Regions from separate parts of the Zea mays genome. Here region 1 is linked to region 2. Evidence: chromatin contacts called from public Hi-C data. All regions are on one chromosome and are shown on one strand. Each heading gives the region's core, a stretch centred on a gene start, on an enhancer-like site or on the middle of the called end of the contact. The rest is flanking DNA. Distances are from core to core; before and after follow the strand shown.

Region 1 (4,406 bases), core at 1,035-3,534, 450 kb after region 2:
GCAATCAATACAAGACACAATTCAAAAGAATCAAAGCCTCTCCAAGTCCCAAATACACTCCAAACACTTAGTGACTAGAGAAAGAGTTTTGCTCGTGTTCTTTGAGCTCTTGTTCTTGGATCGCTTTCTTCTTCCCCATCTTGTTCTTCAAACACTTGTAATCAAAGCAAGAGACACCAAGTGTGTGGTGGTCCTTGCGGGGTCTAAGTGACCCAATTGATTGAGGAGAAAGCTCACTCAGTCTAGGTGATCGTTTGAGAGAGGGAAAGGGTTGAAAGAGACCCGGTCTTTGTGACCACCTCAACGGGGACTAGGCTCTTTGGAACCGAACCTCGGTAAAACAAATCACTGTGTCATCCGCTCTATTTCTTTGGTCGATTTGTTTTCCCCTCTCTTTCGGACACAGTTTTATTTTTAACGTTAACCCCGACTTGTAGGTTGTGTTTAAAGTTATAAATTTCAGATTCCGCCTATTCACCCCCTCTAGGCGACTTTCAATTATCCTTGACATATTAACCATTAGGGACCCCTTACTGTTTCCTACAAAACAATTACTCTCTCTATACCAACATATAGTTCTTTCTAGCCCTCTTTTTTCCGTCCAAATTCAAATAAATAATAATGGATGTAGACATACATACATACTATATTCATAGGTCAATTAATTAATGCATGTTTAGTCTAAAACAAATTATATTTTGGGACGGAGGGAGTATTGTATAACTAATCTAGTCATTGTTTACATGTAATTCAAATTTCAAACACAAACAGAAGTTTGGGAAAATAAGATATGGCTGACCTGTCCTGATGATGCTTTAACCAAAGCTAGTCACCACTACTTGACTTGGTTTCACATTTGATGTTACAAAGACTTGTTTTCCCTGTAATTAAATTTTCAGTAAAAAATGAATCGAGGACATACATTGATGAAATATGATTACAAAATTCACAATACCAGCAGAAGATGATGTTTGCAAGCTGAGGGCAGTGTTATAAGCATGCTGAAACCTATATCGTTTTCCTTTATTTCATCCATCGGAATATACTTCCTCTCATCAATAACAATCTACTTGTCCACAATTTTCAAGCCACATTGATGTAATTATTGTCTTGCCAATAGTTATTGCTGCTAGCATATTCTTTGTGCGGCAAAATCTATCTGCAACAAAGTGTGTTGCATCAGCCTTTGAATATGCTTCACAACCTCTTAATCGTACCACATAGATCATCAGGAATATGTCTCATTTAAAGTGATGGTTACTAACAAGAATATATATATATATATATATATATATATATATATATATATATATATATATATATATATATATATATATATATATATATATATATATATATATATATATAGTTACCTTCTTCTAACGCTTGACAACATCGTCATCCAAATGATGGCTTCATAAAATATTAACATGGGTCATATCTTTCCTTCTTCTATAATATTTTTATCAGGTAATTTGGTAGTACATTTTCAGGATCTAGCTTCAACAATTCTCTCGCAATAGAAGCTTTTGACAAGCTTATACTTGAGCCTTTTGATGGATATGCAAGAATAAAAGTGGACAACAATTCATTAACAACTTTTGACGATCGGAACTTGAGGATTGTTTTTTTGGTGATTTGCTGGTCTCTTCGACATGGATAGGATTCCTTCAGTCTCTGTGTAGAGCTAATGACATCAGAAGTTTTTCTGTCACCGTTTATTAAAAAATTAAATACAAAAGAAGCAGCTAATGACTTCTCGATTATGCTGGACAACATAGAAATTGATCTCCGATGGGAAGGTTCCCTCTTTGCATACTTTAGCAGGTCAGAAACACTTTCAAAAACCCGCCTTTTCTTGTATGGTCTTGCCACTTCTGATGGCATTTTAGATATTAAATTGATAAGAACAAATATTATACCTTAATATTGTGACCATATATTTATTTTGATATTAACTTTATTTTTTATAAGTATTAAATTTGACGGTGCAACGCATCATTATTGTGACTACTAATAATTGAGCTACACAATTTGCATTAACCTGAACTTTTGATGGATTTAAATTCGTTCTGGATGGCCCGTTAGGTCTTCAAGTCTTATTTTCTCGAGAGTCGAGATGCACCAACATTTTATAGGCTCACAGGCCTTGGTGTGCAGGCCCAACTTTTTCATGAATTTAAAACGGGCCCAACACATACGCTCGGAAAAGGCCCATAAATGAAAACTCACCCAAAAGCCAAAACACCTGAACTATTGCGCTCGTATCTTCTTCCTTGTGCGCGTGCAGCCGCCGTGCTTGCGGGTTGCGGCCCTGCCTCTCTCCTCTCCGGCTCTCCCACCGGCCACCGGCCACCGGCCGCCACCGTCGCCGCCATGCCTTTTCGATTCCAGTTCCCATGGCTCAAGAACCCAACTACAAACGGCGGCACCTCCAACATAGACACTAACCCTAGCCCCCGCTTCCCCAACCCCTTCCTCCCTATCCAAGCCCATGTCACCTCCTTCCTCTCCTCCTTCCCCCGGGCGCTCCCGCCGCCGCCGCCCTGGGCGCGCATCACCTCGCCAGCCTCCACCTCCGGGGCCCTACCTACCTCTGAGATCGAGGAGCGGCTCGCCGGGGTGCCCGTGTACGCGCTCGCCAACGCCGCCCAGGAGTTCGTGCTTGTGTCGTCCACACGCGTGGGAGGGCAAGGGGGCGAGAGCGTGAGTCCAACGCAGGCGCTCGGGCTGCTCTGCTTCCGGAAGGAAGATGCTGACGCGCTGCTGGAGCAGATGGATGGCGATATGCGCGCCGGCTCTGGTGTCGTTCCTGTCGCGCTGAACAAGGTGAGAGTGCTGCTTCTTCTTGGTTTGGAATGCCCTGCACTACTTCCGTTGATACCTGTGTGACCACCATGTGTTTCAGCTTCTCTTAGTCTTTAGTAATTAGGGGACTTCAAGGTACTAAATAGGCTATAGCGGGTAGCAGGCGCTAAGTTCCAATAGGGGCGTAAGGTAATTACACATAAATTTAAACATATATATATATATATCTTAAATAGTGTGTATATAGACATTTAACTGTACTCAAATAACCAATGTTCTCACATTTAACTGTAAATTTAAGCATATAAGTTCCAATTGTGGCATTTAGCTGTGACCATCATTGTTTCTTTTTTGTCAGTGTCTTATATGTTGACATCCTATTTCTCAAATAGTCATGCACCCTCAAGTTGCTCAATGTAAAGCCTGTTCGCGTCCCTGCTGCAATCGTTGTGTCTCCGGGCAGAATTTAATTTACGGTTTCTCCATGTGTTCATTTTGCTCTTGCATTTAGAGCTGTTTAATCATCTGATTTTGTGCTTCAGCATCAACTGTCTTGTACGTGTCATGAGTTCCCGTGTTGTTTGCAAGGCTTCTGTGTTAGTTACAGTATCATGTGTGCAAATTTGTCGCTTGATTAATGGAGTTAACTCTCAAAAAATTGCACATTGGTGGATTTTTTGCTGTAAGACACTTGTATAAAATTCTAAAAGTTTGATGGACCTGTTTTTAGTTGCTCATTTACATGTAAAGTCAGATTACCCATAAAATTGGGTAGCAAAGTAAGGTTATGAGACTGTCTGGGAGCCTTATCTACTTCCGGTGTTGCTGAAATGTTAGAGTTAATTGCAATTCCTTATATGTCATGCATCAAAAAATTTGTTTAAGATGTCTTTGAGAAGTTGCCTAGGCTGCAAAGTAACTGCACTTTCTGTTTATTTCTATTGGGATATGTTATGCTCGTTTAATTGTATGTAATCAGTGGCTGCTGTCCCACATTCTTTTGCTCCCTTGGAAGATTGTTTATCAACCTAGTAACTATTTTTCTGCCTCTATTGCTGCAACATCATTGATAGGATACATCTTTACTTTGTGTTTTAATAACTTAAAATTTGTTTCAGTTCCCCTGAACGGAATTTTGTGCGTTTTGTTGGGTATATATTTTGTTTCCAGGTTATCCAAATGAAGTCGGATGGTGTGGCGTTTAGATTCCTCCCTGATTCATCTCAGGTGGCTAATGCAATTAAGGTGACAATCTTTTCTAACAGATGGTGGTACTTGTGACTGACCAAAAACAAGCTATCTGCTTGCTGTTCTTATGTTCCCAAAATTTATCATTCTGTTGTATATGTAATAAACAAAATGATTGCACGAAAAGGATTTCCTCTGCTTAGTTGTATAATATTATTGCCTCTTGCATACTGTGCAATTTAAAAGACAAATATGTACAACTTTGAAAATAACATCATGAAATATCTTGATGATAAATCATATGCTTCTTCCTTCCAGGTTGTGTATAATTGTATATAGTATGATTTAGAGGCTTATATGAAAAATGAATGGTATTCGTTGACGCTGGAAGAGATCTAGATCACACAACA
Region 2 (4,291 bases), core at 658-3,157:
ACAGAGGAGGCATTGTGCCCATTGCTGGCAGCGGGGAGGATGACCGACGCGGTGGCCGGAGGTGGGGAGGACGTCTGCGCAGTAGCCGGAGGCGGGGTGGACGACCGACGTGGTGACCGAATGCGGGGACGATGGTCAGCGGGGTGGCTTGGCGGCGACGCTCAAACAAAAATAATGAAGAGAAAATGAGTGAAGAGAAGAGAGAAGACACTGGTGGTCAGGGTTATGTCCACCGGCTTTGTCGAGTGTCCGATATCTAGCACTTGACAAAGAAGTTTTTCTATTTAAAAAATCTCTGCCAAAACTTCTGTAAAGCTCGGCTAGATTTCTACACATAGTGCGTGACAACTTTTACGAAATAGTGTTAAATTTTTATCACAGTCTCTACATATGATATCTTGACATGTCGACAAGTTCCATAATTTTCTAACTTTGTTTGTGTTTTATACAATTTTAAAACAACTGGATCGCAAGTTCACGGTCATGTTTGTGAGCATGGTGCTCAAAAATTCTGGTCTATTACTAAAATAGATCGTAATTTCTGCTAAATAACATGAATATTATTCTGCATTCACTGTTTACATTTTTAGAGAGACTTGTAGTTCAAATCTAAATTATCCAAGCAAATTCAATTAAATGAACTAAATTTAATAGTTATAGCAAACACTTTGATAATTGTGCTAAAATTAAACTTGTAGGCCTATATAGTGTAGAAACATATTAGAAAAAGTTTGGTGAAAAAAGAAAAAAAAATCTAAAAATATACTTTATCGGGTGTCAGAGAAATACACTCGACGATCGTGTGTCTTGCAGAGGACACTGGGCAAAGAAGTTATTTTGCCGAATGTCAACTCAGGACATTCAGCATATGTAAAGGTCGTCGGCTGGGCCGTACGTCTTATTTCGCCGATAGCTTGAAACTCAGTAAAGACTCCTTTGCCAAGCATCAGTGTGTACCGAGTGTTTAGCCCTCGACAAAGGAAGTCTGTGTCGAGTGTCATTATTCGTCAAGAGTGGCACTCGGCAAAGTTGTACTCAATGATAGTGTTCTATGATTGCGTCATATGAGTCCATAAACTTATATTTTTTGTCATCACAAGTCTAAATTGTTTGGACCTTTGATGATACTAAAAACAAGTTTAGAGACTCAGATGACAAAACCATACAAATATAAGAATCAAAATGTACATGTTAAGAGTTTAGGATGATACAACTTCATAAATTTAGGTACCTTGATGTACATTTTAGAAGTTAAGTGACAGAGATACTACAACGCTACAATTTTAGGGACTGGTAGTCAATGTTCTTTTTGCATATACTCCATAACTCCATTCATACACTCCGCTACAATCTCTACATAATAATCCGTAATAAATTATTTATTAATTGTATTTTTAAAATATATCTATTTGATGTTGTAAATTTTATAAGTCTTCAAAGAAACTGGCTAAATCTAAGATGCTTTGACTCTTTCAAAAGAATGTTCAGATGGGTTATAATTTAGAAAGGAGAGAGTAGAATGTTCTTTTACACACATATATATATATATATATATATATATATATATATATATATATATATATATATATATATATATATATATATATATATATATATATATATATATATATATATATATATACTCCATACGCCGCAACAATCTCTACAGTTTTCAGTAATAATATTACTAACTAGCTAGTGGCTTTGGTGCCTCCACGTAGTCAATGCAACAGGTTTGTTGGCGGCTATGGTTCCTCATTTATTTCATTCTTATCAAGTCAGCATTTCTTTCCTGTTTCAAGAAATTAATAAATATATAGGAGCACAAGTTAAATACTATTCCTTTTTTGATGTGTCGTTCTCGTCCCTCTTGTGCTACTCGCTATCTATAAATTTGCAAGACAGAGCCTCATATTTGCCGCAACAAGCATATATATCACCAAAGCTGGACGAAGCAAACCGAGCCAAAACGACGTGTCCAGACACGAAAATACACAGCATAGCAGTCGTCGTATAGATATACAGTGAACAAGTGATCGTTGGTCCATGGCAGCCTCGCCGCTGCCGAGATGGGCGCCGACACCAAGCCCGACCAGACCACTCAGGGTGTCGAGCGCCGGCGGCCAAACAGCCGTGTCTTCGTCATCATGGAGCTGGGCATTCTGCCGCTCGTTCATCGGCTCCGCCGTCGTCTACCCGCCGTGGAGGCGCTCTACACCACCGCCACCGCCACCGCCAGCGCCAGCGGGTGATCCGGCGGCGGCCAATGCTGCTGCGGACGATGGTCGTCGTCACGGCCGGTTTTGCTCTCATCCGTTGGACTGTGTTGGAGCCAGAGACTGCAGCCTTCCAGAGGACGCCGGCGGCGGCCGTGAGGTGTTCCTGACATGGGAGGATCTTTCGGTGACAGCGTCGTCGTCGACTGGCGGGAAGGCGAAACCCGCGGTAATTCTCGACAAGATCAGCGGGTACGCGCGCCCTGGTGAGGTGCTGGCCGTCATGGGGCCTTCGGGGTGTGGCAAGACAACCCTACTTGATGCCCTAGCTGGTAATGACTTGAAAATCGTATACGTACGTATTACCGTCTCACCTTAATTACAAATAATGCCTTTATATATAAGCTAACTTGTTTATACTATACAGTAATGTGATCTTTATGCGACATGCATGCATGTTTTCGTTGCAACTACGTACGACTGACTTCAGCTTGACAAATTTTTGCTGATTTTTTTTTTAAAAAAATGTTGAATTTTAAAATAATGTCGTCGTTTACAGTAACAATGTTTCATGGAATTGCAAAAAAAAGGAGGAAACGACAAATGATATAGGTTGTCACGAACAAGCATCGCTGCCGGCGCGTTATCATTGCTGGTTCGTGTCTACAACCACACTAACCAATGAAGACAGCGATGGAAATCTATATGTTTTACAGCAGACAGCGGCCGGTGACGTTTTTCAGAACATCCTAACCTGGAAAAATGGCAAAAAAGTATTTTTTTCCCAACTCCTAGATTGTTTCACCATCCAGCTGAGCTGCATGGTCACGTAAAAACAAACCCTTCATATATAGCCGTCAACGCTTCCATGTCAACCTCCCTCAACCGTACATAGAGATGTTAGATGTACATTACTCGAACGGGTCCTGTAAAATTTCCCGTATGTATCGGAGGAAGAATCTCCATATATGTATATATTTAGAGGAAGCACTATGCTTTCCTTATATGTTAATTATATCGTTCTTAACCTTAATTGAGCTCCATAATACAATAATAATATGTATTACGGTATTATAAATATGTTATAATTTTTTTTATAAAAAATCAAAAATGATAAATAAATAAATGAATGTTAATTAACTTAGTTGTAGTGTATTGGGGAAGCTATTTAGAGAAAATGGTTGGAGACGAACTGTATGTATGAGAAGAATTTTTTAAATGGATGTAGTAAAATATATTTAAAAGGCACATATATAAGAGGAGATGTATACGGCTTAGGTCTCACAAATTTGGACCCTAACCACAACACCCATAAGGCCACGTGTTAATTTAGCATATTCGCTCTAGCCATTTTATGTCCTTCTGATTTCAAAATGAGTATTTATGATCCAAAACAAATTCAAACAAAAAGTTGTTAACTTTAATTTTTTTTGAGATCTTGAACTTTTATTTTGGTCATTTATTCATCGGATGTCATTTGAAAATTTTGAATTTCAAATATGATTCAATTGTGAAAAATTCAAACATATTTTTTCTATGATAGAACATTTCATATGAAAATATTACCAATTACAAAGTTGGTAACTTTTCGAGATCTAACTTTTGCTTTTACCGTTCTCCGTTTGAGTTCATTTGAAAATTTCAAATTTCAAATGTGACCAATTCAAATATAATTTTGTGGGAAATTTGGTTTTAAATTTTAAAGTTGTCAATTATAAAATTGCATAACATTTTGAGATCTTCAACTTTTGCTTTATCCATTCCTCCATCCAAGATCGTTCCCTACTACTATACACCCAACTGTGTAGTCACTATAGATCATATCATATTGGATTTCTTTAGTATTAAAATTTTGTTAAGAAAATATTTTGGAATCAAAATAACTTCAAATAAAAAGTTGTAACTACAAATTTGCAAAACTTTTCAATAACTACAACCTTTGTTTTGATTGTTTCTCTACCCAAGATCTTCTTGTACCATTACACACACTTGTGACCGTAGAGTATGTGGAATCCTTGTATTAACTCTATTGTGATCAATATTGTGAGTCAAATATTTTAGAACCAAAATAACTC

The links. A called contact is a pair of places that touch in the nucleus more often than the background predicts.
Region 1: a contact with region 2 is called in a Hi-C map of bundle sheath, with 5 times the contacts expected there. The contact joins the promoter of LOC100216723 here to the promoter of LOC103632221 in region 2. A contact is called at or near these places in 3 of 25 Hi-C or Micro-C datasets (bundle sheath, endosperm and leaf).

Annotation. Positions count from the first base shown.
Region 1 is chr7:32,186,986-32,191,391 of Zm-B73-REFERENCE-NAM-5.0, forward strand. LOC100216723 (Protein TIC 22-like chloroplastic) reads left to right here and starts at 2,285. Exons shown (of 7, transcript NM_001143128.1): 1 at 2,285-2,829; 2 at 3,979-4,053. The coding sequence starts at 2,377. It also overlaps the pseudogene LOC103633812.
Region 2 is chr7:31,741,379-31,745,669 of Zm-B73-REFERENCE-NAM-5.0, forward strand. It overlaps LOC103632221 (ABC transporter G family member 11), which reads left to right and starts at 1,908. Exons shown (of 8, transcript XM_008654040.2): 1 at 1,908-2,548. The coding sequence starts at 2,047.